Linked DNA regions of Sus scrofa: all the other regions are linked to region 2. The links are chromatin contacts, called in public HiChIP or PLAC-seq maps. All regions are on one chromosome and are shown on one strand. Each heading gives the region's core, a stretch centred on a gene start, on an enhancer-like site or on the middle of the called end of the contact. The rest is flanking DNA. Distances are from core to core; before and after follow the strand shown. Region 1 holds the start of CYLD (ubiquitin carboxyl-terminal hydrolase CYLD). Region 2 holds the start of BRD7 (bromodomain-containing protein 7). Region 3 holds the start of SNX20 (sorting nexin-20).

Evidence for each region. HiChIP or PLAC-seq counts read pairs in DNA pulled down with a chosen protein or histone mark.
Region 1: an H3K27ac HiChIP or PLAC-seq map of alveolar macrophages shows a contact between it and region 2. The contact joins the promoter of CYLD here to the promoter of BRD7 in region 2. A contact is called at or near these places in 1 of 5 promoter capture datasets (liver), 1 of 47 Hi-C or Micro-C datasets (embryonic fibroblasts) and 1 of 2 datasets of contacts at active chromatin or transcription factors (alveolar macrophages).
Region 3: an H3K27ac HiChIP or PLAC-seq map of alveolar macrophages shows a contact between it and region 2. The contact joins the promoter of SNX20 here to the promoter of BRD7 in region 2. A contact is called at or near these places in 1 of 5 promoter capture datasets (liver) and 1 of 2 datasets of contacts at active chromatin or transcription factors (alveolar macrophages).

Annotation. Positions count from the first base shown.
Region 1 is chr6:34,120,388-34,123,514 of Sscrofa11.1, forward strand. CYLD (ubiquitin carboxyl-terminal hydrolase CYLD) reads right to left here and starts at 1,552. Exons shown (of 18, transcript XM_021094191.1): 1 at 742-1,552; 2 at 134-194.
Region 2 is chr6:34,476,631-34,479,776 of Sscrofa11.1, forward strand. It overlaps BRD7 (bromodomain-containing protein 7), which reads left to right and starts at 1,378. Exons shown (of 16, transcript XM_021094214.1): 1 at 1,378-1,665; 2 at 2,105-2,313. The coding sequence starts at 1,617.
Region 3 is chr6:34,174,701-34,178,065 of Sscrofa11.1, forward strand. It overlaps SNX20 (sorting nexin-20), which reads left to right and starts at 2,053. Exons shown (of 5, transcript XM_021094194.1): 1 at 2,053-2,289.

The DNA.
Region 1 (3,127 bases), core at 302-2,801, 360 kb before region 2:
CGGCTGAGACCCAAACTCAGGAACACTATCTTCCCTCAAGACCTCACGCTTTTCCCTACAGACTGTTAATTTGACAATAAAGAAAAAACAAAAAGAAAGAAAAGAATGAATACCTTGCTTCAACAGAGCGCACCTTTCAACTAAAGAACTCCAGGTTGTTGTATAAAACCATCCTCACCCTGGAAAGGGGGAAACTGAAAGAAAAAGCACAACACGCCATTAAGGAGGCCAGAACCCCGACTGCTCTTCCTGGACGGGAGCCACAAACACCCTAAAACCGATCGACCGATACGCCCCAAAGCACCGATGTGACATATTACAGCCTAGGCTCTCGATGCCAACCCTGGCTGTCGGGAGCCGGCCAGTGGCCGGTGCCTCGGTTTCGCCACCTGTAAATGGGGGGGGACCCAAGGGGGAGACGGTTTCCTGCGCTGCTCCCACCCCAAAGTCCTCTCTTCTCCGGAGGTCCCGGCGGCGGCGACATGGTCCCACGATTCGGGAGCCCTCTCAGGAAGGCCCCGGGGGGTGGGGAAGCCCTGGTGGTGGGGAAGCCCGGGCTGACGTCAGTGGGCTCAGCACCCCGCGGGCCTGGCCCTGCTAAGGGCCAGGGCAAGTAACGGGCCGGCGCCGAGGGCCCGACGACCGAAGCGACAGCTCGAGGCGCCCAAAGGCCGGGGAGGGGTGCCCAAGGGGCCGGGCCGCCCGTCGCTCGCCCGCTCGGCCGCCGGCTCACTCACTCACCTTGGGTGGCCGGGCGTCGCCCCTTCCCCAGCCTCGCTAGCCCGAGTCCCAGACCAGCCCTGGCGCCCCACACCCACCGCCCTAGTATTTACCTCCGACGCGCGGAGCCCCGCGCAGCCTAACCTGCTACCTGGGCCCGCCCCCACCTGCCCCGCCTCCGAACCGCCCAGGGAGGGAGGGAGGGAGCGGGGGCGGTAGGGACAACCGTCGCGCTAACCAATCGCCGCCGGAACTATGTTCCTGCGCACGCTCTGATTGGGCCTCCCTGTGACAGACCTTCCTCCAATGGCTGCCAGCCCGGAGCGGACTGAAGGGACTTTCCGCTCGGTCAAGCTCGGTGGAGCCAAAGGGAAAGCGGAGGGGCGGGGAGGAGAAAATGGGGGATGGGGGCGGGGAGCTCAGGCTGATTGGACTAAAGATTGTCGGTGCCGTAGCACCATTGGCTGATACCGGAGCCAGGGCGGGGCCCTGTGCTGCTCCCGGTTCCACCTCCCAGGCCCAGGTCTTGGCTTCAGGCTTAGCTGTCAAAACTCCTGTTGGTTGCGAGTTTGGGGCTAGGGTGGGGAGCAACCCAGAAGCCAGGTGGGAATGCTTTTAGGATTCCATGAAAAAGCAAAGCTTTAGAACGAGACCTAGGTTTGAGTCCTTTGAACTTTCATTTAGCAACTGCAAGACATGGGGAACTCACAACTACTCTGAGCCTCAGTTTCCCCATCTGTAAAATGGAGATAACCGTATCACCTGTCTTACAGGAGCGTTGTGAAATATCGTATGTAAAGGTCCTGACACACAGCAGGAGCTCGGCAATATTAAGTCTTTTCTTCGCCCTCGGATTCTGTCTGGGACCCGTGTTTCTGAACCTCTGTTGCCCCCTCTTCCCAGTTTGGAGACAGGTTTCCCTAGAATGGTGGAGAAGGAATTTCCATAGGCCTCCTCTCTCAGCTCTGCACCCCTGGCCCTCAGCCAGCACTTGGGGTATAGTTAAGGATCTTTCAATTAGAAGGGAGGTTTCTGATTCCCAAAAGTGCTCAAAATATTTAAGGAAGTGCTTTTTATAAGCAGTCCCAGAGCCTTGCAGCATGCCTTGCTGCACTGGATACTCCTGTTAATTAATTCCTTCTCCTTTGACATTTTAAGTACCAATTATAGGAGAAGGTGATTAATACTGAAGAAGGAAGGTAGGGGTGTGTGTGTGTGTGTGTGTGTGTGTGTGTTTAATCATGAGAGGGAAAATTTCCCCAGTGGAAAGTGACATTTCTGAAGATCTGGGGAATTTAAACCATTGAGTACATAAAAGAAGTCACATGAATGATTACCTAACAGTACTAGTAAACAAGCCACCCATCTCCATGACCATAAACACCCAGAATGAAATGGACATCTTTTGAAACCCTCAGCCTCAATCCACTCTTGCTCCTCTGTGAACTGAAGTTTGGCCCTTGCCATCTGTCTCTACGTGGAGTAAAATATGAGCCACTGAAGCTACCAAACCGAAGCAGCCCCAGAGCTCAGGGTGGAGACCGGGACTGAGGCCCTCTGTGCTCTGGGAAAACTGGAAGAACGGGTCCTCGGATACTTAGCTATCTTTAGGAGAGGATTTTCTGAGCCCAATACTTGCATCTCCTCATGTCCAGAAAAACACTGAAACCATCAATGATGACTGATGTCTCTGACTAGTTGTAACCTTCACGAGACCAGCAGCCAACTTTCACAAAATGCGTGCATGGCTGCAGGCACTGCCCCCTTCACCTTTACGACGTATCTCGATACCCCTCCTTTCCTCTTTGAGGCATTATTTCAGAGCTATCCGAAATACTGCCTCCATGGAGTTCCCGTCGTGGCGCAGTGGTTAACGAATCCGACTAGGAACCATGAGGTTGCGGGTTCGGTCCCTGCCCTTGCTCAGTGGGTTAACGATCCGGCGTTGCCGTGAGCTGTGGTGTAGGTTGCAGACTCGGCTCGGATCCCGCGTTGCTGTGGCTCTGGCATAGGCCGGTGGCTACAGCTCCAATTCGACCCCTAGTCTGGGAACCTCCATATGCCGCGGGAGCGGCCCAAAGAAATAGCAAAAAAAAAAAAAAAGAAATACTGCCTCCTGGGCTGTAGTTCAGTGGACAAAAGATGTCAAGGTCATCTGTGAGAACAGCCACCCCCAAGGATGGGCCAGTGAGCCCTGAGGGAACTCAGGAAAGAAACAAAGAAGACTAGCCCACAGCCGAGGTGCATATCAAAGGAGTGATTCCAGTAAGCCCAGATCCTTATTAGATCTTCCCATAGAAACAGATTTTCTGTAAATCTGGTTCTCTGTAAATCTGTTGTTCCTACTGCCTTCCCTTTGTTGCAAAAACTCGTATATCCTAGCTTCCCCCCTTGCTCCCTCGCTTCG
Region 2 (3,146 bases), core at 128-2,627:
AACTCTTACTCAAGTATAAATGACAAATGTCAGCCCCTTTCTTGAAAGCAGTCTGTGATTATGGGTTTATTTGAAAATATACAGGGCCGTAAATTTAAGGTAGAGACAATCAAGAATCCTTCATCATGTTCACAAGTAAAAAGAGCTTGTGGGAGTTCCCATTGTGGTTCAGCAGGTTAAGAACCCAACACAATGTCCCTGAGCACATGGGTCCAATCCCTGGCCTTGCTCAGGGGGTTAAGGGTCCAGAACTTCCATAAGCTGCAGGTGCAGCCACTAAAAAAAAAAAAAAAAAAAAAAAAGCTTGTGATTCAGATTCGGAAAACCTGAATTTGAAGCCTGACTCTACAATTAGCAACGTCCTTCATTTCTCTGGGCATCCATTTCTTCATCTGTAAAATGGGAACAAGAATATTTCTGCTCTTCCTATCTTACAAGGTTGTCATGTAGAAAAACGGCAACATTATTTTGTCTCCCTACAGCCAACATCCCTGGACGTGTTATATGAAAAACATCTTAACTTTTTATTTGGATGAATGCCAATGAGCAGACATGTGAATAGCTCATCTCACTAGCAGGGTTCAGCATCTTCGGATAAAAGTAAAGAAGGGCTTAAAACAGGATTGAGGAGTACACATGAATCTACAGAGCAAGAGCGTAAGTCTGGCCCCCACTTGGTGTGGATCCAGATATATTTTCATTGTTTTTTCTATTTAATTTTTAAATTTCAGTTTTCCCTTCAAAAAAAAAAATTTAACATGCACTTGAGAAAATTGTTAAACAGTGTAGAGACAATCCACTCCACCTCCAGTCATATCACCTGAGATAACCACTGTTAACACTTCTGTGTAGCCATGACATACTTTTCATCCAGATGTCAACATTTATTTCCTTAAATGCATCTTACCCAACACACTCTGCTCTATACCCTGTTGATGTGGTTTTAATTAAGGTCTTGGAGGCCTTTACACATCATCACATACGATTTTCTTTTAAGATCAGAAGTCTTGATTTACCAATGTGCTGGATCAGGTATCCAGTAAAGGGATCAGTAAGTATTGTTAAATGGAAGATACAAGCAAGGGGAAGTGGGATATAAGGGAGGAGTCAGGAAATGAGGGTGATAAGAAGGAAAGAAAGAGGAAGAAAGGAAGGAAGGGGGGAGGGAAGGAATCAAGGCGGGGAGAGAGGAAAGAGGAAGGGAGGGAAAGAGCCGGAGGGCAAAAGGAGTTCCAAAGCGGTGGGCCACGCCCCCTGCCCGCCCCCGGCCCGCCCCCAGCCCGGACCCCGCCCCTAGTCCGCAGGCTGCGGCGCCACCTCCAGCCGCCAGGGGCCGCCACTCGCAGCTACCTGCTCTCTGCGCGCGCGGCGGGCCCTCTCTCCCGCCTCAGCGCCAGCCGGTCGCCGACCCGCCGCCGCTCTTGGGCTCCGGCCGGGTCTCGCGCGCCGTCTTCTCGTGAGGGGCCTCGCGCCGCCCGGCGCTCGCCGTCCCCCTGCCTCGCGGCGCGGGGTCTCGCGGGCCCCGCTCCCGCCCTCCGCTCGCCTGGCCCGGACCGGAAGCGGCGCCGCACGGCCTGGGCCTGGCGCGGGGGGCGGGCACCGGGGCCCGGTCGGACATGGGCAAGAAGCACAAGAAGCACAAGTCGGACAAACACCTCTACGAGGGTGAGGAGTGGGCCGCGGTGGGGGGCGGCGAGCCCGCGGCTGCTCGGTGGGGTTTACGTTCCTTCGAGACCACTCTGGAGCATCCGAGGCGGGCCGGGGGGATGCCCAGGTCCCTCGGGCAGGCCCGGACCCGCGAAGGGGGCGCGGTCCATCTGAGCCGCACAGACCCCACGCAGGGGCGGCATTCGAACCCGAGACCCCCGGCCCGGGAGGGTCTCCTGTGGGGAGATGCGAGGCGGCCTCGAAAGGCCCGGGAGCGTTCGGGACGGCCACTTGGTAAGTGCCTGTCATTCAACAGGTGCTTCGCGGGGCGCCCACTGCGTGCCCCGGGCCGCCTTGGCCTGTGCGCCTCCTTCTTCCCCTGCCCAGGGGTCACTCTGCTCGTGGATACCGCCCAGCGAGGCCCTCCTTTAATCGAGACCCTTTTCTTTCGTTCAAGAATATGTAGAGAAGCCCTTGAAGCTGGTCCTCAAAGTGGGAGGGAACGAAGTCACCGAGCTCTCCACGGGCAGCTCCGGGCACGACTCCAGCCTCTTCGAGGACAAAAATGATCATGACAAACACAAGGACAGAAAGCGGAAAAAGAGGAAGAAAGGAGAGAAGCAGGTTCCAGGGGAAGAAAAGGGGAGGAAACGGAGACGAGTAAAGGTAAAGTCATTGCATTGCTTCAGCTTTTTTTGGTGCTACCACTTTCTGAGCATTGCCGCCTCCCGCTGCCAATCTTTTTACTTATTTTGTGTCCAGTGAAATGCTCAGCTGCCTATAAAATCAGACTTGTTTTGAGGAGGAGCAGGGCAGAATAGGAACGTGAATCACCTGTGAGCTTCAGCAGCTCTTTATTAGACTAATTGTACGCACACATCAGGTGATCGAGCTAAGTCCTGATTTTCAGGAGCTGCTTCAGAGTGCTTTTTCTATCTAGGAAAGGTTAAAGTCATGCTCAGTAAAGCCTCAGTGTTCGAGGTTTGTGGAAAACAGTCGTTTGAAAAGTGAATGAGTATGACTGAATCACTTTGCTGGACACCTGAAACTAACACAGTTAGTATATCAACTATATATCAGTAAAAAAAAAAAAGTGAGTAGGATCTCTTGGGGTTCAAATTTTGTTCCAAGATAAGTACCGTTATGCCACATGCATGATGAACAACTTTCATCTTTTGAAACAAAGTTTGAGTCTGTTGAAGAGAAAATTGGATTAGAAAACTTTAAGGACTATGACACCAGTAATTTTTAAAAAAAGTTTTCTTAATCACACACGGTTAATAGAAAAAAGCTGGGAGGAGTGAGCTGCCATCTTGGTTTCTAAGCTGGGTAAAACAATAACTAACTTTCCTTTCAAGGATGATCACATACACACTTGGAATTGTCCTACATTTATTCTGCGCTTCCTAAATATAACTTGTCACTGAGTGACTTGTTAATTTTTTTTGTTTTTTCTTTTGCTTTTCAGGGCCACACCTGTGGCATATGGGGTTGAATCA
Region 3 (3,365 bases), core at 803-3,302, 300 kb before region 2:
CATATAAAGAATTTGGCACCTAGGAAGTACTAAACACTCTATAATAGGGATTTTATTTATTTATTTAGGTTTTTAGGGCCGCACCTGCGGCAGAGGGAAGTTCCCAGGCTTGGGGTCCAATCAGAGCTGCAGCTGCTGGCCTACACCACAGCCACAGCCACGCCAGATCCGAGCCACATCTGCGACCTGCATCACAGCTCACAGCAACGCCAGATCCTTAAGCCACTGAGCGAGGCCAGGGATCGAACCCACATCCTCATGGATACTAGTTGGCTTTGTTACCTCTGAGCCACTATGGGACCTCTCAGGAATGTTATTTACTGGGCACAGTAATATTCCAGGCACGGCACTCCCATCCATCACATAATCCTTACAACATCTTTATGGAATAGGTACCACTCTTTCTCCCCACTTTTTTTTTTTTTTTGTCTTTTTGCCATTTCTTGGGCCACTCCCACGTCATATGGAGGTTCCCAGGCCAGGGATCTAATTGGAGCTGTAGCCACCGGCCTACGCCAGACCCAAGCAACGCAGGATCCGAGCCGCATCTGCAACCTACACCACAGCTCACGGCAACACCAGATCCTTAACCCACTGAGCAAAAGAAAAACAGTTCCTCAATCCTCCATCATCACCCTTCTTTTTGGGTTAGAAAAAGCATCCCCTTTACCTGCCTGGACATAGGAGCCAGCTTGGAAAAGCAGAGAGGGCTGGATTTCAGCCTCACTCCTGCCCTCTGGAGGTGCTCTGTGCTTCAGACGGTATACAGTGATGGCCCTCAACTCCCACCAAACTCGTCGAAGCTGTTACCTAAACGAACCGATCTCCCAGAAACAAGATGTTTATGTTCGCTGATAATGAAAATTAGATTTTCTTCACATATTAGCACATGCATCTCCATGGATCCTTACACACATCAGAAGGACTGACAGTCCTGAGCTTGTGTGAAGCCCAGGAGGGGCTGAGGTGTTTCCGCACCCCGGTTCCCCCGCTATGTTTCAGCAGATCCACAGCAGTGCCCTGCACCACACTCTATCTGTGACCTTGATATTAAAACTCTGCAGCATTAAGAACTTTTGAGATTTAAAAAAAATTTTAACATTATTATTATTGCTTTTTTTAGGGCTATACTTGCAGCATATGGAAGTTCCTAAGCTAGGGGTCGAGCTGCAGCTGTTGGCCTACACCACAGCTCACGACAACGCCAGATCCTTAACCCACTGGGCAAGGCCAGGAATCAGATCTGCATCCTCATGGGCACTAGTTGGGTTCTTAACCCGATGAGCCACAACAGGTACTCCCGAGATTTTTTTAAAGGCTGTGGAAAAACAAGATTGCCATGACCAAATTTTATTTTGCATTTATTATTATTATTATTTGTCTTTTTGCCTTTGGTAGGGCCACTCCCGTGGCACATGGAGGTTCCCAGCCTAGGGGTCTATTTGGAGCTGTAGCCGCTGGCCTACGACACAGCCACAGCAACGTGGGATCCGAGCCGAGTCTGCGACCTACACCACAGCTCACAGCAACACCGGATCCTTCACCCCCTGAGCGAGGCCAGGGATTGAACCCCCAACTTCATGGTTCCTAGTTGGATACTTTAACCACTGCGCCAGGACGGGAACTCCTTTGACAAAATTTTAAATTACCTATAAACAAACACTTTACCGGTTTGAGTTTTCTTTACCAGACATGTGGTCGACCATTTCTTGTTGAATTTCTCAACAGAGGTGTGTTGGTCTTGGAGTCCTAAGCTTGCCAGACACGGGGAACTGCAGTGAGGAGTTGTTTACAGTATTCAGTCATTTGCCCAATGTGGAATGCTTTGGTGCTGGGAGGATCTTTAATTTAATCTCATGTTGCACTGGGAGAAACTGACATTCAGAGAGCCAAGTGCCCTGCCCGGGTCACACAGTGAACCTCAGCCCCATCTCCATGGTTCTGCCTTCGCCCACTCATTCATTCATTCACAGTTACTGAGCAACCACTAGGTGGCAGGCACTGCGGTGGATCCTGGGGACAGAACCCTGATACCAAGTCCCACCGCAGACAAGGCATTTGAGACACGCACTCAACAAGTAAACACATGAGCGAAACAGTGATGCGTGCAGGCAGAGGGGTCAGGGAAGGCGGTGCAAAGGAGAGGCAGTGAAGCCGAACCCTGGGCATGAGAGCCAGCCGGTCGTGGAGGCAACTGAGCGCAGGGCATGGCCGGCTGAAGGCATGGCCAGGGCAGAGGCCGTGCCGCGTGTTTGAGGAACAGGAAGCGGTGCAGCTGGCCGGTGCATGGTAAGTGATGCTGACAGGCTGTGCAAAGAGGTCAGGAAGGGGGCAGGCTGCAGCTCACTGAGGCCTCAGCAGGGGTCTGAGTTTACCCAGAATGCAGTGAGAGGCCATCCAGTGGTCAAAGGGGTGTGAATTCTAAGAGAGACAACTAGATTCTGAAGTGCCAGCACTTCCTTTCCTAAGTCCCCGGGGTCCCTCCGTGTCCCCTTCTCACCTTCTGGCTTCAGCACTGCAGAGGGGGGAGGGGAACGACACCCACTCCCGCCCTCCCCCGTAGCCCGTGACACGCCTGTTCTTACATGGAGAGCTTTTCCGCTGCATAGAGAACCCTGTCCTGCAGAGAAAAGCCCACACCTGGCAGGTGGCCAAGGGTGGCGACTCCAGGTCCCTTTGGACCAGCTAGGTCCTTCCCATGCAGACCAGACACTCCTGCGCATCTGGGGGGTTTCCAGAGCATCTCCTGCCCCCAGAAGAGGAAGCAGTGGCTTCTACACACTCCTCCCCGTGGTTGCAGGCTGCAGGAAGGGCTGAGCCTGCCTTGGCATCTCGCAGACTCCAGGCTCAGGCTGGGGGTGAGAGAGAAAACTGGAACCTGGAACATAGCAGGACCGGACTCAGAGAGGAGGGGAGCCGGGGTTCCAGCCTGGCTCTGTGCAGAGCCCTCAACGCCATACCACACCAGGCGTTCTGTGTGAATGAGAAATGGCCCCAGCGCTCAAGCCAGCAAACCACAGATACACTATTAATGATGCTCCCCCTGAGTTACACGACTGCATCCCTGACACAGGTGGATGAATATCAGATTCTGCATTGCGCTGCAGGGCTGGGGCATTTGATGGCCATTTCAGTAAAACAAGGCTAGTAGGTGAACATGCCATGGAAAAATCATTCAACCTCATCAACCTCATCCCTTACACCATACCCCCAAAATCCCCTTCGTCTAAGTGCATTACAGAGCCCCGAATGAGAAAGGCAAACTAGAAAGCTTTGTAGAACCACAGGAATTGTCTGCATTTGCACAGTGCTTACTAGGTACCAGCATCATCCGAAGGGCCTTGTGCATCCTAACTCATCTTAAG